Linked DNA regions of Xenopus laevis: region 1 is linked to region 2. Evidence: chromatin contacts called from public Hi-C data. All regions are on one chromosome and are shown on one strand. Each heading gives the region's core, a stretch centred on a gene start, on an enhancer-like site or on the middle of the called end of the contact. The rest is flanking DNA. Distances are from core to core; before and after follow the strand shown. Region 1 overlaps rad54b.L (RAD54 homolog B L homeolog). Region 2 holds the start of gem.L (GTP-binding protein GEM).

Region 1 (5,261 bases), core at 2,089-4,588, 41 kb before region 2:
AAGAAGTGATGTGCTATGGTTGAATAGTACTTTGTTACTTTCTAGGGTGGTATTGGTCTCCCATTATACACAGACCCTAAACATTTTGCAAGCCCTGTGCGTTCAGCATGGATACAGTTGCACAAGGCTGGATGGGCAGACCCCGGTTACACAGAGACAGCACATTGTCGATGGATTTAACAGCAAATACTCCTCAGACTTCATCTTCTTGCTGAGCTCCAAGGCTGGGGGCGTTGGCCTCAATCTGATTGGTGCTTCTCATTTAATTCTGTATGACATTGACTGGAATCCTGCTAATGATATACAGGTCTGGCAAAAAACGTTTTCTATTCTTTTGTAAATAGTCTGCATTCTATAAATTGCTGTTACTATCTTCCTCCATGTAATACACTGCCCGAGTCCTGAACACAAGAACTGCTTACACCAGTAATAGACTACAAACCCAAGCATCTTCTTGCTACTGACTGCAGGAGATACAGAAAGGTATAAAACATTCTCCGCTTCAGTGATGCAGGTCATACACCATTAACGGAACAGTTCAGTGTAAAAATAAAAACTGGATAAATATATAGGCTGTGCCAAATAAAAAATGTTTTTAATATAGTTAGTGACACTACTTCCTGCTTTGTAGTTTTCTAACCTCTTCGTTAGTCAGCTAAGGGTAGAGACACACTGGGAGATTCGGGGAGATTAGTCACCCATCGACAAATCCCCTCTTCTGCGGGGCGACTAATCTCCCAAACTGCCTTCCCCTGCCTTTTGCCGGCTAAAATGAAAATCGACTGTGGAAGGCACTCGGATCGCTTCATTTTCCAAAATCACTCGAAGTTGCATCCCAAGGAAACTTCGGGCGACTTCAGAAAACGAAGCGATCCGAGTGCCTTCCCGTCGACGATTTTCATTCTAGCCAGCGGAAGGCAGGGAAATGCAGTTGGGGGAGATCAGTCGCCCCGAAGAAGAGGAGTTTTGTCACCCGGCGACTAATCTCCCTGAATCCGCCAGTGTGTCTCTGCCCTAAGGGGGGCCACATGGGACATAACTGTTCTGCAAGTTTGCAATTGATCCTCGGCATGCAACTCAGATTCAAAACCAAACGGTTATGACCCATATGGCCCCCCTTTAAGTCAGGGATTGGTTGCTGACTGGTAACCAATAAGAGATCTGCAAAGCAGGAAGTAGTGTTCTGGCTATTATGTTAGACATCCAGTCACTTCAGCCTTTATACATTACTAAATATAATGAAAAAATTACAGATTATCTAGTTTTTATTTTTATATGGAACAATTCCTTTAAAGGGGATATCCATCCGAGAACTGTTTTTTTTTTTTTTTTTAGCATAATGAAAGACAAGAAATCCATTTCCTGCCTTTTGAAAACAATTTTTAAAAAGCCTTCGGTTCTTTAGCGATAAATTGATAGCAGCCATTGTTTGGGTTAATACGGAAAAGCAGCACTACATTCTTCGATTCTCTTTGACTCTAAGGCGCTGGAGGTTTGCGTTTTTTTAGACAGCTCTCTAACAGAACAGTTCATTTTTGAGACCGCAGTCCTTAGTGTCCTGCCTTTCTCCCCGTGTGGTGTCCCAGGGCCTAGAAAAAACTTAGGTAGTAGATTTTGGGACAGCTCCACCTCTACTCTATTTTCACTTTCCAATCTTTTAACACATGAAATGCTAGCTATTTAATATTTTATGCAAAAAAAATTGTAATAACTACACTTGATTTGTATGTAATAATTTAACTTGTGGATGAATTTATAATCCAATTGATACTTTGCACGCACTGGCACTTTAATTAATTAATTGATAATATTGATTATTAATTGGAATATAATTATTAAGCTGTTTGGATGAATTCATTGAAATGACTAAAGATGGATTCATTTGTGTATTAGCAATTAATTGTGTATTTAATTTTTGCACTTATATTAAGCACTAAACACTTTATACATGCCACTTCATTTTTCTTTTTTTTTACCAATTGGGACAAATAAAGTAAACAGATAGTGTGGGGTTACTACGTTCTTCTTTTTGGTTTAATTGCGTACTAGTAATTACACCTCACACATTCTGGTGTAATAAGTGATACTTAAACTAATTACAAGAATAACCTCTGCTTTCCAGACAAGTAATTCTAATCAACTTTCCAATATACAATTCCATGGTTAAGTATAAATGTAATTGCAATTGAAAACAGTGTTTGCTGATCCCATTCTGTTCTCTGGGCCTATTAAAAGAATATAGAGTGCCGTGTGTAGTGATGGGCGAATTTGGGGCACTTCGCTGGAAAATTTGCGAATTTCCCGTGATTTGCAAAACTGCGCCAGCGTCTCGTTTTTGACGCTGGCATCCGCTTTTTTGGACGCCATCATCCGTTTTTGGCGAAATTGCGCCAGTGTCCAAAAAAAGCGGTGAAATGCAAGAATTTGCCACGAATAGCGCCTGGCGAATAAATTCGCCCATCACTAGTCGCGTGTTCTCCAGTTGCAACATTGTTTCAAGAGTCAGAGCCAACAGTGCAGAAACTGTAAACATACGCATCTTTCAATTGCAGTTACATTTATTAATAAATAAACCATAGACCGTAGGTTATTTGATGGAGGTTGTTACAATTATTCTGCCTAGGTTTATTCATTTAGACTTCTACCAGCAGGTGTCGCCATAGTGCTATTTAAATGTTTATGGAAGTACTTTTTGCTTATATACATATATAATCTAATATCATTTACTTTGTTTTTCTGCTTTGCTTCTGTATTTGTACAGTGCTACCGTGTGTTTGCAGCACTAACCATTTTATAGTGCTAACATGGAGAAGAGGCCAAAAGAAGTATGAAATGTAAATTATAAATACATCACTGAAATGTAGCAATGGAGGAGATTTAAAAAAGTCTATATGGCACAGGTTAAATAGCGGATAACAGATAACACTATTATGTTCTACAGAGTTTATCTGCTGTGTAACCTGAGCCTTTTTTCCTTTGAAAGGCTGCCCCCATTGCTAAACAGCAGCTTATTAACATAAACAATAGTAGTGTTTCTGAAGCAAACACACCAGTTTTACCAGTTCAGGGCAACAGTACATTATATTTTTATTACTTTAAAAACTTTCATTTTTTGATGTTACTGTTCCTTTAATGCACGTGTAAGGAATACAGCTTACCTAATATTAGAGAGTCCTCTTTAACTTCAGCAATGGAAAGAGAAATATTTTGGGCATAGTACATTAACTTTAACCATTTCTTTGCTTTAGGCAATGGCTCGAGTGTGGAGGGATGGACAGAGGCGCACTGTGCATATTTACAGGCTTCTCACTACAGGTGAGTGTGAGTGTTCTAACATGTACCATTGTTTATGGCAGAAAGTGCATAGCTTCAGTATGGTGTTGCTGAGTCAAAACACACACAACTTTACATTATGCCATAGGTGTGAGCCTCATGGGCCTGCAGTTGATGCCTACGGGTGTGAAGTGCAAGATCCTGACTGGGAAATGTTTAAAAAGCCATTATATACTTAGATCAACATTGTGCTTTTTTCCATGTGGTGGGGGAAATAGTTGCTGTCTACACTGCTTATTCTAAAACCCTAGCCTGATATATATACGGTAAGTGCACACAATGGTGATCCTTGGATTCAGTCACAATGCAAGTTCTCACATTTATATCTGGAAGAAGTTAAAGGAACAGTAACATCAAAAAAATGAAACTGTTTTAAAGTAATAAAAAATGTTGTTGCCCTGCACTGGTAAAACGGATGTGTTTGCTTCAGAAAAACTACTATTGTTTATGTAAATAAGTTGCTGTGTAGCAATGGGGGCAGCCATTCAAAAGGCTCAGGTTACACAGCAGATAAGCTCTGTGGAACATAATGGTGTTATCTGTTATCCACTATTTATCCTGTGCCATATAGACTTTTTTCAATTTCCGCCATTGCTACACAGCAGCTTGTTTATATGAACTATAGTAGTGTTTCTGAAACACATCCGTTTTTCCAGTGCAGGGCAACACTACATGATATTTTCATTATTTTAAAACAGTTTCAGTTTTGGTGTTACTGTTTCTTTAATTCTCCTATACACAAATGAAAATGGTCTCCTGTTGGATACCATGGCATCTGTCATTCCTATTCTTTTCCAATAAACTCCTGGATATAGCGATGTCACCGTGCCGAATGTGAATTTTATTTTTCCTGCAGGCTCATTAGAGGAAAAGATCTACCAGAGGCAGATAAGTAAGCAAGGCCTGTCTGGTGCTGTTGTGGACTTGACAAAGAAATCCGAGCACATCCGCTTCTCTGTAGATGAGCTGAGAAATCTATTTACTTTGCATGAAGATACAGATTGTGTGACTCACGAGCTGCTGGAATGTGACTGCATAAAAACAAACTGTCTTTCAGGTAACGCACCCGATAAATGTTTTATTGTTGTATTTACACTCATTGGTGTTATAGTTCATTTCGTTCAGCTGGAATTTAGCTCCAGTCCACCACACAGGCTTTATGGCCTCTGAACTGAGCACACCCAAGGATATTCCAGTCTGTGTGTAACCTCTTAGTCATCTGCTTTACTTTAGCCATACCTTCCCATATGTCTGCCCCCAGTTACTTTAATATATATTACATATATTCACCCCTGTGACTTTGTACAGAGGAGAGCATGTAGCACCCAGTTTCGCTCACATCTGTTTCTTGGTTTATTAAAGATGTAGTATTGCCTTTTTTGTATTTATGTTCTTCAAGCTGATTACAAGGAAGGCAAAATAATAATAAATCTGAGATTCCACAACTTAATGTTAAGCATTACTAAGCACGGGTTATAAGGATATTGGTTACAAGATAGTCGTGGGTCTTGTGTATTATATAGTGGATAAAGTACCCCCTCTTGTAAAATATAGGGATATTATAAGTCACCGAGGAGTTTCATGATCATATAAAAGCACGAGGCCGAAGGTCGAGTGTTTTTATACAGGTCATGGAACTCCGAGGTAACTCCGAGGTAACTTCTAATATCCTCATATTTTGCAACTGGGGGTACTTTATTTATTATAATACACAAGTTTCAGTGAGTCATGTGACAGAAATGACAACAGAACTCACCGTTTATAACTGATGACATCAGAACTCACCGTTTATAAGGATATAATTTACAGGATATTCATGGCTTTTGTGTATTATATATAGATATAGATATAGATATATATATATATATATATATATATATATATATATATATATATATATATATATATATATATATATATATATATAT
Region 2 (5,233 bases), core at 487-2,986:
GCAATCACAGTTTATTTTGCTGGAAAAACTCAAGCACCAACATTAACGATTGGGGGCCGCTGGCCAGCTACCTGTTTTGCCTACCCCCAGGGGCGATTCTGTTAATCTTCCTTCATTTTGCTGCCCCCACCCCTCCCCATGGCACTCACCTTTCAGCGTAGAAGGGGGTCGTGTGCGTCCAGTTGCTACTGCAGAGAGAGCAATTGCTCTCTGCACTAGAAGAGCCAAATTTCTGGGTTGAAAAATGGAAATTTGGCTCTGAGCTACCAGGTGCGGCAACCAAGTGTCTCAACTCACCTCATTGGTGGAACCCCCCTGTCTACCCCTAGTCCGGACTCACCTTACACTCGGCTTGCGTGCTCCTTGACCCACACGTATGCGCGTGCTGAGGGAGGGGGGTGAGCTGGCAGGCTGGGTTGCTTAGGGCCTACCTTGTCTCTGGCTAATTCTAAGCAACTTTTCAATGGGTCTTCATTTTATTTTTTTTCTAGGTTTTGAATTATTTGCCTTCTGCTTCTGACACTTTTCATTTTTCAGATAGGGGTCACTGACCCCATCTAATATACAAATGCTCTGTAAGGATACAAATTAATTGTTATTGCTACTTCTTACTATTCAGCATTCTATTTAGGCCTCACCTATTCATAATTCCAATTTCTTATTCAAATCAATGCATGGTTGCTAGGGTACAGTGGCATAACTATAGAGGAAGCAGACCACACGGGGGCCAGAGGAACATGGGGGTTCGGACCGCAGGGTCTGCTTTCTCTATAGCTTTAAAGAAATCCCAGCTCACAGCTGCACAATGCTGAGGACACATGAGGGAGACAGGATGGATAGGTGAAAGGGAGAACAAGCGGGCAGGCATGTGGGCAGACGAGAGGGGCAGGCGGGTAGATGGACGAGAGGTGCAGGTGGGTGGATGGACGAGAGGGGCAGGCGGGTGGACGGACGGACGAGAGGGGAAGGTGGACGGATGGACAGACAAGAGGATGGGCGGGTGAGAGGATGGCCAAGTGGTAGGACAGGTGGACAGGCCGCTGAGTGGGAGGAGATGTGGGCAAGCCAACATGGAGGGAGGATGGGCAGGTGAGAGGGTGGGTAGATGATTGAGGTTGTAATGTTGAAGTATGTGCCGGGCCCTTCTGCAGTTCTTTTGCAATGGCCCCAACGTTGCCTAGGTTCACCTCTGCTAGGGTAATTAGGACCCTAGCAACCAGACTGCTGAACTTGCAAACCGGGGAGCTGCTGAATAAAAAGCTATATAACTCAAAAAAACACTAATAATAAAAAAATAAAAACCAATTGCAAATTGTGTTAGAATATCACTGTCTACATCATACAAAAAGTTAATTTAAAGGTTAACAACCCCTTTAATTATACTTGAACTGAACATGGCCGGCTGTATGGAGCCCTGCACAGGAAATATATGCACCATTGTACTCCTCCACAGCTAATGTTATTGCCTTATTCTATTTGTTCTTCCTTCAATCTCTGTTTTCATTTTTTGCCTTGCATTTATTGTTTTCCATTGCTCCGTTATAAAAATCTGGACCGTATAAATTAAGTGGAAAAATAATGAGTGGAATTCTAGTGGCTAAGACACGTTTAATTGTTGCTGCCTGGGTGAGTGCACACAAGGTTCCGCTCTCCTGCTGCAGTGGGCTGGCGTGAGCTCTGCAAATGAACATGACATCACGGAAAAGCCCTGTCTCCCAGCCACCGAGCTTAATATAAACTGGAGGAGCTGAGAAAGAATTGGAGAAAGTCAGGGTAACGGAGAGTCAGCACTTCATCCAACTATTCCCTGAGAGATCCCTGTACTCTGCACTCAGGACTTCAGCTTTTGCGGGGTTTCAGAAGACAAGCAATAAAGGTAAGTAAATGCTTTCCAAAATGCAGAGTTAGAAATTAAATCCTATAGAGCAGAGTGATCACATATACTTCTGTTATAAACAAAACCAAACCAGTTTAACTGTGACATGTAAAGGCACACGCCAGCTAAATGGGCAATGACTGGGTTTAATATTTAATCTCTAGATCATCATCATCATCATGTATTTATATAGTGCCAGCGAGTGATATTGCTAATAAGAATCAATAATACAGGGGTCTTATAATGATTTGACAAATAAAATGCACACTAGTTGGGGTGCCAGTGGGGAGAAATTATTTATGTCACTTTAAAGTTTCATTTGCTGGGAAAGGAATATGTTTTATAGGGTTGGCATACTGTTTAATTGGACATAATTGTATATATTGGGTATTAGCAAAATAAAAATGAAAACCATTACAGTGATATTACTAGCACACTGCATATTTGGAAATAATGGGGTCCCCTTCATATTAGTTTAAAGGATTTTATTTGAATTTGTTTTTCATCATTTTTTTCCCCTAAAAAATGGGGTAAGAATTATAAGTCATTGCAGGACATAATGATTGACAGAGCTGATGTCCAAATGATTGCAAACTTGTATTATTATATATCTTAATTGCAAAAACTCTACATGAGGGGTGCTGCTGGATCTAAGTCATGTTACTAAACATGGTAGTTGAGCAGAGCAATGTATTCTGCTCCCAGGGAGAAAAGCTCAGATCCCAGATGCTCCAGCAAACCATGTTTAGACAATGGAAGCCTAACCTGCCTGATGGAATGGATTTGTTGATTTAAACACTGTGAATTTATGGACCTTTTATTGAACAAATGTGCAGCCTCTAGTGGTGATCCTGGGTACTGCCAAGGCTGGGATTCTTCGCCTTTTTGGAGACCTGGATTAATGCTGCTGAGGGTCAGTTTTGTGGCACAGGAATTGGAGCCCTGCTTTCAACAGCCTGGGGATTCATCTTTGGACAAGTTAAGAACCTCTGTATAAAGGTTTACATTCTGGTTGTTCCACACTTGCAGTGGATTCCAAAATGTAACCACACAAATTCTCTCAAATATTAAAGAGGTGCAGCCAGAATAATTGGCAGTCATTTAGATTTCTTGTAATTATTGTAATTCCATATAAAAAAACATACTGATGTTACTGGGTTACTTGTTCTTGTGGAGGCAGCAAACTATTCAGCACAGACATGGGCATCTTCAGTAGTGGTTGCACAAAATGCGTGAGGACTCTCCACCCTATGTTCCTGAAAGGGGTGGTTCAACTTTAAGTTAACATTTAGTATGTTATAGAATGGCTAATTCTAAGCAACTTTTCAATTGGCCATCATTTTGTTCTCTTATATAGTTTTTGAATTATTTGCCTTTTTTCGGACTCTTTCCAACTTTCAAATACGGGTCACTGACTCTGTTTCAATACAAATGCTCTATAAGGCTACAGACATATTGTTGTTGCTTTTTATTAACCATCTTTCTCTCCTATTCATAATTTGGTCTCTTATTCAAATAAATGCATAGTTGCTAGGGTAATGTGGACCTGAGCAACCAGATTGCTTAGATTGCAAACTGGAGAGCTGCGGAATAAAAAGCTAAATGACTCAAAAAACCACAAATAATAACAAATGAGAACCAATTGCAAATTGTCGGAGAATATGACTATCTACATCATACTTAAAGTTAATTTAAAGGTGAACAACCCCTATAACTTAACTTTAACAATTCCAGCACCCACCAGCTAAAGGGAGTTACTTGTAATTGTCGCTCACCAATGAATTATGGTTGAGAATCTCATATCTAAAGTATTAGATTGTATGGTCAATGAAAGTTTACACCTTATTGACCCTCTTAAATCATCTCTTAGGTGCATCCTTAGACTTTCAGTACCTGTGGGTATAAATTGGATGCTGGCTGTGTGGCTGCACAGAATCTACTGTAGTCTGCAACATGCCTCTAAATTTACTGAGAAAGTCTGGTAGCCTACTGCAACCAACAAGATGTTTGATATCAGCCAGTAAATGCTGCCTGCTAAATAACTGTTGAAAATTTTACAACTTTTGTTTCATTTTTCCCCCACAGCCAGAGAAGGATGACTTTGAATGTGACCATGCGTCGCAGCACCACCACAGCCAATGCACAACAGCGATGGAGCATCCCGGCGGATGCAAAGAACCTTCAGGCTCAGAAGAAGCAGCAGCACTTCAACCTCACCCGCAAATACACCATCAATTACCCGGCCATCAATAACCCCACCATCAATAACCCAGTGGAGTATTACCGGAGAAGCTGGTCATCGGATTCTTCTGACTCGGTCATCTCTTCTGAGTCTGGGAATACCTACTACCGGGTTGTGCTCATTGGGGAGCAAGGAGTTGGAAAGTCTACGCTGGCTAATATATTTGCAGGGGTGCCTGATTCTGTGGATGGTGACTGTGATATGTTAGGAGGTAAGGTCACCATTAGCATGTCCAACAAACCATAGAATAGCCAGATTGCTTTTTGTAAAAATCTGTGGTTATTTAACTCAGCCCTCCCCATAGGATATGTCCAAATATTAGACCCCCCAATTTGCATAGAACTCCCAGCAGCTCTGGACAGCTGAAGACTGATGTTACCAGAAAAATATGTAAATCTAGTCTGGCACAAATGGGATCACACTCCATTAATAGATGCAGTTTAATTTTATTAAGCAAAAAACATCTCAGGAAAGCCTTGCGCGTTTCGTGCCTTGTTGTCATAGGCTAAAAAACATTTGTACATACAGTCATATTTAGATGAAAACGACCAATCAGAGGCATGCCCCAAACAGCCAATCTAAGGATAGACAATTAAGAGAGGACCAAATGGAAGCATGCTTAGGATGCCCAATCAAAAACACTGTTACAAAGTTGCTTAGACTATCCTAGATTGTATCATATATAAAGAGTTACAAAAGTAATAAGTTGAAAAAAACTTTTAAAGGAGACAATATAGCATTTTACACTTGGGGTGCCAAAAGTTAGGCACCCCCAAGTGACCACTTTTACTTACCTGACACCGCACCGGCCCGGGGTTCTTCTAGTGACCACCATGGAGAGATCCTCTTCCTGCTTCTTTGGGTTTTCTCACAGTTGCGCATGTGCAGTAGAGTGGAAAGCCGGAATTAACTAAAACGCCAGCTATTTCGCTCTACTGCGCATGCGTCGGGAAATTTGAAAAACGATGAAGCTCCACGGTGTTTGCTAGAAAAACCCCGGGCAGATGAAGTTTTCTGCTGATTGGAGCACTGGCACGTGGGGGTCAGGTAAGTAAAAATAGTCACTTGTAAAATGCTATTCCTTCTCCTTTAAGAGTTTTTTTTGCTATAATCTG

What was found. A called contact is a pair of places that touch in the nucleus more often than the background predicts.
Region 1: a contact with region 2 is called in a Hi-C map of the XTC cell line, with 1.7 times the contacts expected there. The contact joins the enhancer-like site here to the promoter of gem.L in region 2. A contact is called at or near these places in 2 of 4 Hi-C or Micro-C datasets (the XL177 cell line and the XTC cell line).

What each region holds. Positions count from the first base shown.
Region 1 is chr6L:137,888,993-137,894,253 of Xenopus_laevis_v10.1, reverse strand. rad54b.L (RAD54 homolog B L homeolog) reads left to right here. Exons shown (of 15, transcript NM_001091651.1): 12 at 46-307; 13 at 3,249-3,315; 14 at 4,190-4,390. Among protein-coding and RNA genes, the nearest start is that of LOC121394759, 29 kb to the left of the region's middle. Within about 2 kb of position 3,338, at least 1 of the 7 cell types and tissues checked has an H3K27ac peak or open chromatin away from gene starts, as enhancers often do.
Region 2 is chr6L:137,846,045-137,851,277 of Xenopus_laevis_v10.1, reverse strand. gem.L (GTP-binding protein GEM) reads left to right here and starts at 1,736. Exons shown (of 5, transcript XM_018268132.2): 1 at 1,736-1,876; 2 at 3,962-4,329. The coding sequence starts at 3,972.